Linked DNA regions of Mus musculus: region 1 is linked to region 2. A link is a contact called in public promoter capture Hi-C data. All regions are on one chromosome and are shown on one strand. Each heading gives the region's core, a stretch centred on a gene start, on an enhancer-like site or on the middle of the called end of the contact. The rest is flanking DNA. Distances are from core to core; before and after follow the strand shown.

Region 1 (7,622 bases), core at 3,997-6,496, 120 kb before region 2:
AGGATTTGGGGGGGGGGGGAATTCAGGAAGGCTGGCTCCAGCAAAAAGATCACCAGGTTGTCAGACAGCATTCTCTCCTGCCTTCAGGGTGACTGGGGTCAGTCAGTTCCCTCCTTTGGAAAAAAAAAAAACAAAAAAACTAGGCTCATGCAACAAGTGTGGTTTCTCCAATGCTTTCTTTAAGCTGTGCCTCCTACACTCTGAACGTTCTCCCTGACAACACACACATAAATAAATGTAGCTCAAAGAAAAATATGCGTATAAATATTTATAATAGCTTTATTCATAGCAACCCAAACTATGAACCCAAAGGATTTCCAGCAGGTAAATAGCAAAATAACAAGCTGCAGCTTACCTACATCATAACCATTAACAATAAAAAGAATGAACTATATACACAAAATTTGGGTGAATCTTAGGAACATATGCTTATGGTAAAAAAGATAGTTAAAAGTCTCATTCTGTATGATTCTGCTTTTAAAGATTTATTTATTTATTATATGTAAGTACACTGTAGTTGTCTTCAGACACACCAGAAGAGGGAATCATATCTTTTTTACGGATGGTTGTGAGCCACCATGTGGTTGCTGGGATTTGAACTCAGGGCCTTCAGAAGAGCAGTTAATGCTCTTATCCACTGAGCCATCTCACCATCCCCAGATTCTGCTTTTATAACATCTTTTTTATTTAATATTTAAAAAGATTTGTATATTTATTTATCTTATGTGTAAGAATGTTTTACCTGCCTGTATGTGTGTCTGGTGCCCTCACAGTTCAGAAGAAGGCAGTGGATCCCCCTAGAACTGGACATTAAGATGGATGTGAGCCACTATGTGGGTGCTGGGAACTGAACTCAGGTCCTCTGTAGGAGGAGCAAGTGCTCTAAACCACAGAGCCATCTCTCCAGCCTCTTGGTCAGTGTTTTATCTCAGCAACAGAAACCTAACTTAGACATTGAGTCTGGAACAAATAACTGAATCTACCAATGTAATCTACCACATACTATGATTTCAAATAAAAATTCTGCGTTTCTTAAGGAATCCAACAAACCAATTTTAATATGTCAATGGGAGGGCTAAGTAAACTTGAGTTCCCCACGCTCAAGTAATAATGAGGCACAGTGGTATTTGCCAAAACCCCAGTATTGGGCAGTGTCTTTGTTAAAGTTTCATTGCTGTAAAGACAGACACATCATGTCTAAGGCAAACATTTAATTGTAACTGGCTTACAGTTCCATTGGTTTGGCCTGCAATCATGGTGGAAAGCCTGGCAGTCTTCAGTCAGACAAGGTGCTGGAAGAGCTGAAAGTTCTACATCTCGACCAGAAGGCAGCCAAGAGGAGACATCAACTGCAGACAACCAGGAGGAGGTTCTCTTTCCCATTGTCTGAAGCTTGAACCCTAGGACCTCTCAAAGCCCACCTACACAGTGACGGCTTCCTCTAACAAGGCCACACCTACTCCAACAAGGCCACACCTTCTAATAGTTCTACTTCCCATGGGCCAACCCTCTTTAAACACCACCACAGGTGGGTAGGTAAAAACAGGTGGATGTGGGGGGGGGGGTGTCCTTTGGCCCAGTTAGTCTAGATCCAAGAGGAGGTTCCAGGTTTGGTGAAAGGCTTATAGAAGATACTTTACATTCTTTATCTTTCTCTCTCTCCCTCAACTCTCCTCCCCATGCTCTAAATAAACTCTATTCTATACTATATTTATGGCTGGTCCCTCAGGAGGAAGGGATGCCTCAGGATGGGGCCACAGAGGCACTCCCTTCCCCCACACCATACTGCACCTCCATCAAACATATCCCTGATTTCCTTTTCTTTTGTATAAAACACAACAACATGCACACACACACACACACACACACACACACACACACAAGCACAAATATTCCAAGTAACAAATATACTAGTGGAATCTCAGAAACGCAATGCCAAAGGGCAGGGATGTGGCTCAGTTGGCCGAGAGCTTGCTGAGCATGGTCTAAGTCCGAGGTTAATCCCCAGCACTGCATAAAACAGGATGCATGCGGTGATGCACGCATGCAATTCCAGCACTTGAGGAGTAGAAAGCAGGGGGTGCTACCAGACATTCAAAGTCATCCTTGACTAGCCTGGGCTACTCAACCCCTGTCTCAAAAGGAAAAAAAAAAAAGGAAAAAAGTTGTATAGGCAGCAACAAAGTATTCATTTGTCGAAAAGGTCAAAAAGAACCATATAGTGTTAATAAGAGAGTATAAAGTTCAGGGTGGACACTAGAAGAACATGATTATAGAGGGACCCATGGAAGGCTTCCTACAAAAGCAAAAGCCGGTTTGTATGGTAACAAACATAGAGACCAAAACATTGCTGAAGGCTGAATAACTAACGTGAAAATAACAAGTGCAGTCAACTTGTTAAAGAAAGGTTGGTGGAAAGAAGAGCAGGCCATATGATCACTGAGCAATGACCCTTGTCATTCACTAAGTAGATGTCTTTCTCATTCACGTGCAGCAATTTGAATGGGAATGCCCCCACCCCCACCCCCAGCTCATATTTGAATACTTGGTCCTCGGTTGGTGGAACTGTTTGGGAAGAATTAGGAGATGTGGCCTTGTTTGAGGAGGTGTCATTGGGAGTGAGCTTTGAGGTTTCAAAAGTGCACACCATTTCCAGCTAGATCTCTCTGTCTGATGAGTGTCAGCTACTGATGTAACACCATGCCTGCCTGCGGCCATGTTCCCTGAAGGACACTCTGTAACCAAAGTCTTAACCAAATATTTTCTTTTCTCTTTCTTTCTTTTCTTTCTTTCTTTCTTTTTTTTTTAAAGATTTACTTATTTATTTATTTCATGTATGCGGGCATACTATCATTGTCTTCAGACACACCAGAAGGTGGCATCAGATGCCTATTACAGATGGTTGTGAGCCACCATGTGGTTGCTGGGAATTGAAGTCAGGACCTCTGGAAGTGCAGTCAGTGCTCTTAACTGCTGAGCCATCATCTCTCCAACCCACATCTTCTTTTATACGTTTCCTTGGTCACGGTGTCTTATCACAGCAATAGGAAAGTAACTAAGGTGGGTGGGAGGGCAGTTAGAGAAGCCTGGCTGCCAGCTGTTCCTTCCAAAGGAGCAAGAATGGAGCTGCGGGCTGGGGACCTTCCTCAAATCCAGGGAGATTTAGGAGTTTCTTTTCATTGGTTCATCTAAACTGTGGCTCCTTGGAGATAAGATCTCCACGACAGCCCAGGCACTGCCTGGAATTCCCATTAATCAAAGTCTGGGTACAAATGCAGACTAGTCAGCTCCCAGGGGAACTCACGGATCTTGCAGGATGGCGGGATTTTTTTTTGTGTGTGTGGTTTTGCGGAGGTTGTTGTTGTTGTTGTTTTTGGATCTTTTGTTTGTTTTTTGTTTTTTTCTCGTCCAATTTGCTTCCACTGAGCTGCTCCATTTTTCACCCAGCCCCTTCTCCTCTTTCATTTCTTTCCTTTTTATTTTTCAAATTTTAACGACCCATCCAATGAATTTCACTGAGACTGTTTACAGGAGGAATCATGGTTCCTTCATGAGAGTTACAACACTGAAGAACCCCTCCCCCCACTCAACTGTTAACTGCGTGTCAATCCTTAGGGAGGGGAGAGGATTTCTCACTGTGGATAAAAGAGAAATAATTACTTTGAAATGTCACGTTTACATACTTTACGTCGGGAGCTCTGGAGTTTAGTTGAGACCTGCTCGCAGAGCAACCTGGAGCTCTTAGTGGGTAGGGACAGGACAGGCGCCTCTCCTAACAGTTTCAGGTTGGGAGTGACAAGATTGAAAACAAATTTCTCCCAGAAGAGTTTTCACACTTTGCTAAATAAAACAGCTGCTGAGACTGGGAGGGAACGGCGGACGGGGGTTGGGGGTGGGTGGTGGGTGGTGGTGGTGGTGGCGGCGAGGGTGGTAGGGGGCGCAGAGTGGGGGAGCATTCCCAAATAGTTTCGGAGGATCAAGTGCTTAACTCTCTTCTAGGGTGGGCGGGGAGGGGGTTTTGGAGTGTCTCCTGTTTGAAGCTTTCAGGAGGCAAAAGGAAACAGATACTCTAAGGAAAAGGAGGTTCTCTCCTTGAAACCCAGCTATATTCCAGAGAGGGTGTGAAAAAAAAAAATCGCTTCACCGTAAATTTATCACCAGCCTCAGGTAAGATCGAAGCGTCATGTTCACCGTTCTACCTGCTGACCTCTCCACCTCTGTGAGCAAAAGGTTCCATCACTCATTTGTCATCAGATCGTGTGTGTGTGTGTGTGCGTGTGCGCGTGTGCGTGTGCGCGTGCGTGAGAGAGAGAGAGAGAGCATGCACATGCGCGCGCATGCATGCCTGCATGTGTGCATGTATGTGTGTTAACTTTCTTGCTTGCATTTATATGTATATCGGTGCTGAGGGATTTGAATTTGGGTTCTCATGCTTCATCAGAGCGCACTTTACCCACTAAGTCCTGAGCAGCCAACCCCATGAGATTTTTCTTGAGTAGAATGGCATTCATATAAGGCTGGAAATAGCATTGATTATCTGAGCCTGGTCATTGGGACTGCTATGAATTTGAAATAAACACATTCTTTGAAGTAACCTTTTGTTTACATTAGGCTCCAGGCTTACCACACTCCTAAATCGCTCAGTAAGTTGTTCTTTTTCTTTTCTTCTTGAGGCAGGCTCACATAGGCCAGATGTTGCAGACATTTGTTGGAGTGTAACCCCCTAGTTTATGCTGCCCGGGGAGCTCTTTTAGGTACTGAAAAAGTAGCTGTGGCAGTGAGAGACAAAAACAGTCAAGACAACAGTATGTAAGGCGTACTTGGAACCCGCGGGTGAGGACTGATGTCCCTGCTGGTCCTTCACCAGGCAGCAGCGGGAGAGAGGATGCCCGACCCTCTCTTTGCAGCAGCTTCCTCGGTTTCCATCGGCTCCAGAAAGCCGGCCACAGGTGGAGGGCTGGAGGGTTCTCCGCTCAGTCCATCCAATTGGTGCGCCTGGTGCCCGATGCCGCTGAGGAAACAGCCCTCAGCGCGGGTGTCCTCCCGCTGCTCGTGGGTCCCAGTGGGAGCCACCCCGCACCTCCGGGATGTGCGGTTCGGGAGGATCGTGTGCAATGACCAGCGGCCGCTGCGGGGCGCTGTAGCCCTGCGGACAGCCGGGTGGGGCGTGGCCCGAGGGGCGTGGCGTGGAGTATGGGGCGGGGCCGGCGGGGCCCTCAGGCATCCAGGCCACGCGCGGTGGAGCGTGGGGCGAGCGGCTGCGGGCAAGGAGCGCAGCGGCCCGCGAGCTCCGTGCGGAGCGGCCGGCCGGCGCGGGAGCGAAAGGTACTGGGCATAGTCGCCGGCTCCTGCGAGTGCTAGTAATCCTCCAGGAGCGCTCATGGGGACACTGGGAGGGGGCGTCGCTGGCAGGGGCGCGCTCCTTAGTGGCCGTCTGGCTCCGGGCGCTCTCGACGTCGCGCGTGTGGGGAAGTGCTTGCCCTGCAAACTCTTCCGCAGCCCAGGGCAAGGGCAGTTCCCACGGTCGTTTGGAGCACGGCTGGTCCCGCGGGGCCTTAGGGCCTTGTGCGCCGCCTTTCGGGCTCAGGATTCTCTTACTTGCCTAGGGCATTGAAATGTATCGCTTCCTGTAGATTTGGGGAGCTGGAGAGAAGGGGGATCATTATGGCTGATCCAAAAGGAGTTGTACTTTGTGAAGCTGGCCAAGAACGTTTCCCCCGAAGTGCATTGAGAGAATTCACGTGGTGGTAAGGTGTGTGTGTGTGTTTACCACTTTGATGGCATGAGACTGAGTTGTGAAACCACCAGTTAGGTGTGCGACTGGAAAACCCACGTCTTCAAGCCTTAATAGTTAGAGCTGTGAACTGAAAGCATCATACATAACCTTGAAGTTGACATCAGGCTTTATGGCGGGCATCGTTCCTGTGAGGCGAGGCTCTTGGCTGGTGGTAGCCATGTGTATTAAATTGATACTGATTGAATGTAATGGAAAGAACTTGGACAGTGACCAATCACACCCAGGTGCGAGGTTGTCCCAAGTGTTCAGATTGATACTGACTAACGGTTTCTCATCTTTAAAATATCTGTTACGTGAGTAGTTGGGATAATTAACTTCCTTTGTTACCCTGATTGTATACTTAGCATATGGTGAGTAAGTTTTGTTTTGTTTTATCCTGAGAATACAATGGCCAGAGGATGGCTCATCTGGCAGACTCTTGCCACCAGACAATTGGAGTTTGATTCGCAGAAGGTGTGACAAGGTGGAACTGACTCTCTCACCAGTCGTGGTGTCCTCTGACCTCTTCATGGGCTGAGGTTCATACACACACACACAACATAAATAAACTAGGAATTCATATTACAATTAGGAGGGGTTTCTGCCCTCTCAGCTTGAGGGAAGGAGCAGTCTGAGAAAAAAAATGAGGGAAAATTGGACACCAGACAACAGTTAGTTATAAATTGTTGAGAAGTCTAACCAAAGCTGATTTTTAAAATCAAAACCATCACAATAAAAATGCTAGCCCAAGGGGCTGGAGAGATGGCTCAGCAGTTAAGAGCATTGGCATCTCTTCCAGGGGACCCAGGGCCAGTTCTCAGCACCCACGTGGCAGCCCACAACTTCACAAATATCTGCAACTCCAGTTCTAGTGAACCCAACACCCTCACACAGCCATGCATGCAAAACACCAATGCACATCAGCTAGAATAAATAAATTATAAAAATGCCAGGCTGGGGGTCCATGCCTGTAATTCCAGCCCTCTGGAGGCTGAGGCAGGGTCATTAGTTTGAGGCTAGCCTGGGATACACAGCAAAATTCTGCCCTCAAAACAAAACACCCAGCCTTGTTTGTTAACTCCTTGTTTGACCTTGGTAGCTAGGACCAAATGTTAACCTTCGCATTCTCCTTAGCCCATCCGTGTTTCCAAAGCCGATATCTTCCATATGAAAGCCCAATAGCTTGTGCTATAACTCAGCTTAGCAACGTGGCACACAGCTAATTCCCAAAGTCCTCTGCTCCACCCAGACAGATTCTGGTGCCTTCTGTGAACTCTTGCTCAGAGAGATGGAATACAAGAATAGCTAGCAGGCACAAGTACCCCATTACCCAGCCGAGGAACCCTTCAGTTACCATCCCCACCCCTATCAAATCACTGCTCTGCGTGTCGTCTTAATTCCCCCTTTGCTTCACATTTCCACAACAATTTAGAGCATTCTCGAGTTAAAAGCAGGATATCAAGAGGAAAGCGGAAGCCAGGGAAAGCTTACAGTTTGAGCGGGAGACCGTGGTTTCCCTGTGGTGGACTCGGGCGTGTTCAGTCTGTGTAGAGAACTGTGTCTTCCCCTCACTTAGAGGCTTTAATTTTAAAAGCTTGCTTGAGTCCCTAAGAATTTGGAAAACAGTAATTTGTGACCCTGTGTCTCAGGGAAAAGGTTTTGTTTTTTTTTTTTAAATACAGCTCTCAAGAGAACATTGTTAGGGCTCTGAAGGGTGAAACGCCGAGTGTTCTTTCCCAATGGCTTTACCCCACAACTCTTTGTTCCTTAGTGTGTTCTGTCTGTCACTGTTATTTCTTCAGGATAAACACAGCTCTCCTTCAGTGGTTCCTTTTTTCTTTTCTTT
Region 2 (7,487 bases), core at 4,651-7,150:
GAGCCAAGAATTGATTCTCAGGTAACTGAATGTACTTCACCTGAGAGTCTGGGTTTAGCTGTGTTGTTCTGGAGAGTAAGAAGTTCCACACATGGCTGTAGGCAGCCACCCCACCCCCACCCCCAACCCCACCCCACCCCCACCCACCCCTGAATTTTGTCTTTCTCAGAGCCTTTCTTTCTCACCTTGGTAACATTAGAGGGCTAGCTTCTAAGATTGGAGGAGGCCTCCGGGGCCAGTTTAGCTATTTTGAACAGCACTGTTTGTCCCGCCATGAAGAGCAGAGTGGTAACACACACAGACAGCAAAGAGCCAGGCTCTCAGCGGTGACACTACAGCTAGACTGGGGCGTGAATGCTTGGTCACGTGTGCAACCTCGAAGGATTGACTGGCTTAGGACAGCTTCTCCCCAGGGCGGCACCCAACTGTCACCTCTCCTGGAGTCCTGACAGTCCTTCTGGAATGTTCTGCTAAGAACAACCGAGAGTTAGGTTTAGCTGCTTCTCTCAAGTTAGAGCCTCACAAAGGAAAGTTGTCTCAAAGGAAGCAAACGGCCTCTGTAGGTGAGCAAAGCCGTACTCAGCAATGGTGCCCCGCTGGCCCAGAGCTGCACCAGCTCTTTATTTCCTGAGCAGCTCATGGAATACGGTGAAACATTTGACCTGAGTCGAGGCCTTCGTGGGCTCACTTGACAAGACCTGAGTGCTTAGGGCATGTTGCTCCCACTTTACAGGGAATGCAAGTTTCTTCTAAAAAGGTCACTCCGATTGATCCAGGAACGCTTGGCAGAACGCCTGTCACTTGTGGGATGATTAAAAGGCCTCTCGTGTCAGGAACCTGACTGAGTCAGATCTGAACTCACGTTTCTTGTTGAGAACAATCTTTTTTTATAGCCACCTTGGGAAAACCCATGACTAATCTGATAGGGAAATAAGATGTCTTAGAAACTTTATTGGAATTTTAAAGTGCTGAGTCCTGGATCTGATCCCATCTGGCGTGTTTGGGCATTGAGCATGAGTCTGCCTGGAGAGCCCTCCTGATACCCGGCCCAGATCATCTCCAGGCAGCCGCTTCTCAGTGTTACATTCTCCTCCTTACCACAAGGCACACAGGAAGGGTGCTCTCCAAGTATGACACGTGGAGGGTGAACAGGAAGAAAAGCCGTCCAAATCTAACGAGTAATGTGATGAAAGCCGACGGCCTCAAGGATGAGTCGTTGAGAGCAGAGCCAGTCACCCACGGTCGGGGGGCTCGGGCTGGGGCTGGACACACTCCCCCTGCCCTCTACATGTCCTTTATATTGTCAAGTAAACTGGGAGAAAAGTTTGTAAAGGGGACAGGCCTGTCCCTGATGTCTTCTTATGGCTTAAATTGTAATTGGTAGCAATTTTATCTAATGTGTCAAGTTATATAATGTTAAATATTAAAAAGTTGAAAGGCGATGGTGCACTTTGCTAGTTCCAGACTTAGGAGACAGAGGCAGGAGGATCTCTGTGACTTCAATGGCAGCCTGGTCTACAGAGCAGCTTCCAGGACAGCCAGGGCTACACAGAGATAACCTGTCTCAAAAATAGTAAAAAAAAATAAAAATAAAAATAAAGTTGCAAAGTACTTTGACCAGTTATGAGCACCTGCCGTCACCAATGACCACTGCAAAAAAAAGCTTTTCTAACCAAAGCACTGGTCTGTAGGCACAGACATCATTTGGAAGGCAGACTGAGAAACGCATCTTGTTGAAGCAAAGCAATAGCTGGCGCTTCCATGCTTGGGGCCTATGACCTCCCTAGCCATGGGTTCTGACTGCAGTTGTGGTAATAGGTGGGATTCTGGAGCAGGCATCAAACCTGGTCGAAAACAGTTGGTCACTGCCTTATCTCAGTCCTCAGTGCCGTGATAACACACCATGACCAAGGCAACTTCAAAAAACTCAGCTGAGCTCATGGCTTCAGAGGGGTAGAATCCGTGATGGGCTGGCGGTGGCAGAATCAGCCACCATGATCACACATGAACTCACACCATGATCCTGAAGCAGGGAGGCAGAGAGACAGACAGACAGACAGACACGGAGAGAGGGAGGGAGAGAGGGAGAAAGGGAGAATGAGAATACTGGGAATAGTTCAAGGTTTTGGGAACCTCAAAACCCAGGTCTGACAAGGTCACACCTGTTGCCAAACACTTCCCCCAACTGAGGCCCAGGCATTCAAGCACTTGAGCCCACGGGGGCCGTCCCATTCAAACCCCTGCGCCCCAGCCCAGACCTGCCACTGCTGCACAGGGGGTTTGGGGGGCTCATCTGCATCACTGGTTGGTGCTATGCACTGGGTCTCAGCAGAGTAGGATGATTAACGTCAGCTCTCCACCAGCAACCTAAGCACATTCAAAAGAACAAGGAAGAAGTTGAAAACCACTCATTGTAGATTAGAAAAATGTAATTATTTGATGTGCATGAGTATTTTGCCTGCATGTAAGTATGTGTACGACATGCATCCTTGATATCCACGGAGGCCAGAAGAGGGCATTAGATCCCCTGGAATGGGAGTTACAGACAGTTGTAAACTGCCATGTAGGTGCCTGGGATGGAATCTGGGCCCTCTGGACCATGTGTTGTGTATGCTCCGGATTGAGTCTGGGTCCTCTGGAGGAGTAACAGTGCTTTTAACCGCTGAGCCATTTCTCCAGCACCTTCCATGTGGATTTTAAGAGAGACTTTTAAATTTTTTATTTTAAGAAATTTGAGGTTATTTTGTGTTGGAAATACAGAGTCTCACTGTATAGCCAGGTCTGGCCTTGACCTCATAATTCACCTGCCTTTGCCTTCTCAGTGTTGGGATTATAGGTGTGTACCAATGTACCCAGCCACATGTGTACATGTGTGCTTTGGCTAGAATTGAGTGGGTTTTAGTATGGTCTCTCTCCCTCTCTTTCTCTCTCTCTCTCTCTCTCTCTCTCTCTCTTTCTCACACACACACACACACACACACACACACATATGGTAACATGAAATGTATTCTCTGTATTCTCTTCACCACATTTCCGTACAGTTCTGGGTAAAGTCCTGCACACCAGCCAACCATGTTCTATTTCCAGAACTTTTCTTCTTGGATCGAGTATCTCTCATGTGTCTCTTTGTGATGAATCACAGTGAGGTCACTAAACTCCATCTAAGCTACCATAGTTAGCAGTACAGCCCTCCTGAAGTTGTTCTTTGCTTCCTCTCTCCCGGTCTCTGCTGCCTCTCTTGGACAAGGTTTCAGCAAGGCACAGGCATGTGACCTTGCCCCTCTGTGCTCTCTCTCTGGAACATTTACTATATCAGCTGAATCATAGAATCCCAAAGGAAGGAGAACCCTGGTCCTGCCTTTTCCTGTGAGGTTCCTGAGGCCCTACAAGCTGTGCACAACTATATACAACCCATTCTCCCGATCCCCTGGCCATTGGCTTATTATTTTTACCTGAAACTATCCACATGGCTCAGCCATCTCCCCTTTCAAGCCTGGACCTCAGGCACGACCTGACTTTGCCGTAACTTGACTCTTGAGTGTGTGCCAGAGATGAACTGTGCTCCTAGAAGCCCAGAGGTCAGATCCCTTCGTTACTCTCCAGGGTGTTTCCTCCTCCTGTCTGCCACAGTCAGTGCGGAGAGTCAAGTTCTGCTTTGGTGCCTGCAGAGGAAAACCAGTCACCCCGGGAATCGCCTTGCTGAGGAAGGGTCAGAACGCGGCATACATCAGCAGGAGCCATCTCAGAGATATGCAGTAGGAGGCTGCGGTGCTGGGGTCCTCACACCCTCATGTTGCTCTGGGGCTAGCGCAAATCAGTGAACAAATTACACACCTGTCATCAAAGCATGAGGCCCTTAAACTGTCACAAGTGGAGAGTGATTATCCTCTGTAATCTGGGCCCGAGGACCTCGCAGGGAATCCGGATGGCAAGAGCTGCTGGTTGAACCGTATGCCATACGCATCCTGACTCCCAGACATGTCTCCACTAGGCAGCCAGAAAGAGCCCGGCTCTCCTTCAGAGGTAGATCTGAGGCCGACAGCTATTATTGCAATTGACATTAGATCCCTCCCAGGTTATGAACAGATCGCTCTGCTGCGTGCATTCTCTACTAATGGGACCCCAAAGCTTGCCTTGCCCATGGTGACCCAGCCCTTCTGCAAGGAACCAGTCTCCTCCTGGCGGAGATAAGAGATACCCCAGAGACTGGCTTAAGGAAGGAGCGATATGGGACTGCTAGAGATATCTGTTGTTCTTGCCTCTATGTCGTTTTGTAGGGGGACCAGACAGCCTTGCACCGGGCCACTGTGGTGGGAAACACCGAGATCCTCACAGCGCTTATCCGGGAGGGGTGTGCCCTGGACAGACAGGACAAGGTGAGTGGGATGGTAAGGGCTGACTCCACAGTCAGCTGAGGAGCCAGCTTGACTCACTGTGGAATGGTCAGGATGCTACCCCTCTCCCAGGCAACCAGAGAGGTCAACCTAGATATCTCTGAAAGAATATCTGGGACTCCAGATGTTGTGTGTGTTTAAAAACTGGAGGTGAGAGAGAGAGGAAGAGGCACCCTCAGGGGCTCAGTGTTTTAGATTGAGCAAGCAGGTTAAATTTTCTAGCTATTGAAGAAGAAAACAAAAAAAAAAAAACCAATCATTTCTTTCTAATAAGAATCCCAATGACACATAGTATACTAGCCCTGTGTTTTTTAAATGGTCAAATCTCAGAATGTGAATGTTTGTATTTAGTGCCTTGTGGCCTCTGTGTCTTTCTCCCAAGCCCCAGCTTTTCATTAAGAGGTGACAGGCAGAAAAGTGGGCTGACAGGAAGTGATATACGAGATTCCTCCCTGCATCCCAGGGCCCTGGCTCAGGAGTGCTTCGTCCAGAGCCCAGAGCCCTTCTGTTTTCCTGTCTTTCTGCTGCTGCTGCTCCAGTAGTGGCTCCAGCTGGGCCTGGGGACCTCTTGCCCTCCCCAGCATTGCCCTACTCCTCTGCTCTGGACCCATGGCTCTCCTCTTTTGGGTGCCACGTGCACTGGGCCTTACCTCTTTTGTGCACATCTTTCGTTGCGTGTAACTGGAGACTGTATCCTTGTCTGAGCACAACAGACTGGAGCTACATGTATGTCCCTGCTTGCTCGTCTTTCTTTCCCTGTCTCCTAGTAACTTAAGCCAATGGGAGCCATTTTATTAGTTTATATTTAAAAGCCATGTATCTAGAAGCCTTGGTTAGCTTATTTATAATCAGTGTTTCTTTGATGACTGGTCTTTTAGAGTCCTGGGGCTTAATGCTAAGCCAGAGACCACTAAATCTTGACAAAGACAAGGATATGGTGTTGCATGCCTTTGATCTTAGCTCTCACAGGGTCTCTGGATTTGAGACCAACCTAGTCTATATATCAAGTTCTAGGTCATCCAGTGCTAAATAGTGAGACTCTATCTTCAATAACTAAATAAATACTTTGTGTGTGTGAAGAAATGGGATTGGGGGTATTTTCTATGTAATAAGGCCCATTTTTCAGGGTGTTTTCTGGTATCAGGAACACAGTGGAGCCTAGGGGGACAGAGGAACTGGGAAGGAGGAATGACAGTGAGCCATCCCAAGCATGCTGTTTTCTACAGACAGAGCTGTGGGAGGCTCTGGAAGGCATGCTTCCAAGGAGCCTTATGCCCTGGCCCACCCACTACATCTCTGGAGGCCATTTTTCCTCCACGTGTCCAGAATAGCCCCTGTCCTGCTGTTTCTAGGAGAGCAGAGACTGGCCACTCAGATGTTCTCCTGTGCTCTGTGGTTCTGATGGGCACTGGTTGCAGAAGGCCCTGTAGCTACTGTAGCAGGGTGTTTGGGTGAGATGAACCAGAGCCTGGGTGATGTGTTGTCTTGCCTGTGTGTCACTCAGGATGGGAATACAGCCCTGCATGAAGCCGCCTGGCACGGATTCAGCCAGTCAGCCAAGCTGCTCGTTAAAGCCGGAGCCAATGTGCTTGCCAGAAACAAGGTGAGGCCCAGCAGCTGACCTCCTCCTTGGCAGATGAGAAGTGGGTTGTGGGAATCTTTATTCCCGTTTGTCTCCTATCCATGAGAAGCACCGGGTCAAGCTCACTGGGGCATGGAGAACCTTGCAGAGGCAGCCTCACCTAGACGACTTTCTGCAGAGGTGGGTTGGCTGGTGCTCCAGGCAGGGGAAGCATTCCACAGTGATGAGACCATGCTGGTGTGAGAACCCCTGGCTGCTGCTGCTGAGAACCTGTCCTTGTCATCTTTGATGCTATTATAACAGGACAGCAGTAGAGAGCTGGCATGAAAAATGTCAGCAAAGAACGAAAATGCTAATCGATAATTACAGCGTTACAATAGAGTGGGCTAGGGGAATGGGGTTGGAACAGCTGCTTTTGGAGGCAAGTTATAAAGCCAAAATGGTCCTATTGTACTGGGGATATAGCTCAGGAATAGCTCACTTGCCTGCCATGCCCAAGGTCCCCAGGTCAATTCCCTGCATCACCTAAAAGGAAAGAAGTTCTTATCTATTTGCATGGTAGCTTCTGAGGTTTCTGTTCTTAAAGCAGTGAGGTGTGCTAAGAAAACTTTATCCTTGAGTCTGTCTATGATAGCAATAAGCAAAGTAGCACAGAATGCAGGAGAGGAATATGAAGTCCCTCCATCAGAGTCAACCCTAATTAAGTCATTTAAGTCACAGTTTTAATGATAATGTTAGGAGTTGTGAAAGAGCACGGCACAGATATGTGCCTCAGTGCTAATGGGAATTTATAGTTTGTAAAAACTAAGCCTGGGAAGATATCACCCAAATATTAACAGTGGCTATCTATTTCAATTTAGATTTACTAATTTTTGATGTTATTTTTACTTTTGTGCCTTTTCCAAAATTTCTAAACTGGACTGATTATTTCTTCAGCCTTTAGGAGAAGAGACCTATGTTATTTAAAAAAAAATAAAAGGAGCGTGGTCAGAACGCTTAGGATATCTGTAGAGGTTCTGATAAGGGTGTGGTGTTGAGAAGGGGTTACCCTTTCCTTCACTGAGTGGCCAGTGTTTAAGGAGGCTGAGGATTTCCCAAAATGCTCTTTCATAAATGGTTCTTTTCTTTCTTCCTTCCTTCCTTCCTTCCTTCCTTCCTTCCTTCCTTCCTTCCTTCCTTCCTTCCTTCCTCTCTCTCTCTCTCTCTCTCTCTCTCTCTCTCTCTCTCTCTCTCTCTCTCTCTCTCTCTTTCTCTCTCTCCCTTTCTTGTTTTTGTTTTTTTTCGAGACAGGATTTCTCTGTGTAGCCCTGGCTGTCCTGTAACTCACTTTATAGATCAGGCGTGCGCCACCACGCCCGGCCAATGGTTATTTTCTTAGTGGCAAAGTAAACTTGAATATACCATCTTTCTGGACCTGTTGGGTTTCTTTCATTCACTTGTTTTCTCAGCACACATTTAACCGCTGCCTTGAAGTCAACAAACAGCTCAGTGATCAAGAGCATTTAAGACAT

Evidence for each region. Promoter capture Hi-C pulls out the DNA fragments that hold promoters and counts their contacts.
Region 1: a promoter capture Hi-C map of neural stem cells shows a contact between it and region 2. The contact joins the promoter of Ankrd6 here to the enhancer-like site in region 2. A contact is called at or near these places in 20 of 39 promoter capture datasets (3T3-L1-derived adipocytes, the C10 cell line, the HPC-7 cell line and 14 more), 19 of 484 Hi-C or Micro-C datasets (Th1 cells, bone marrow-derived macrophages, cerebellar granule neurons and 10 more), 15 of 115 datasets of contacts at active chromatin or transcription factors (bone marrow-derived macrophages, craniofacial prominence, embryonic basal ganglia and 8 more) and 3 of 9 other capture datasets (adipose tissue, embryonic stem cells and liver).

The regions. Positions count from the first base shown.
Region 1 is chr4:32,948,450-32,956,071 of GRCm38.p6, reverse strand. It overlaps Ankrd6 (ankyrin repeat domain 6), which reads left to right and starts at 5,246. Exons shown (of 16, transcript NM_001012451.1): 1 at 5,246-5,325.
Region 2 is chr4:32,825,599-32,833,085 of GRCm38.p6, reverse strand. It overlaps Ankrd6 (ankyrin repeat domain 6), which reads left to right. Exons shown (of 16, transcript NM_001012451.1): 4 at 4,278-4,376; 5 at 5,899-5,997. Among named protein-coding and RNA genes, the nearest start is that of Lyrm2, 29 kb to the right of the region's middle. Within about 2 kb of position 5,900, at least 15 of the 459 cell types and tissues checked have an H3K27ac peak or open chromatin away from gene starts, as enhancers often do. A contact at or near this core is called in cerebellar granule neurons, cerebellum, cerebral cortex and 2 more, where this site is marked.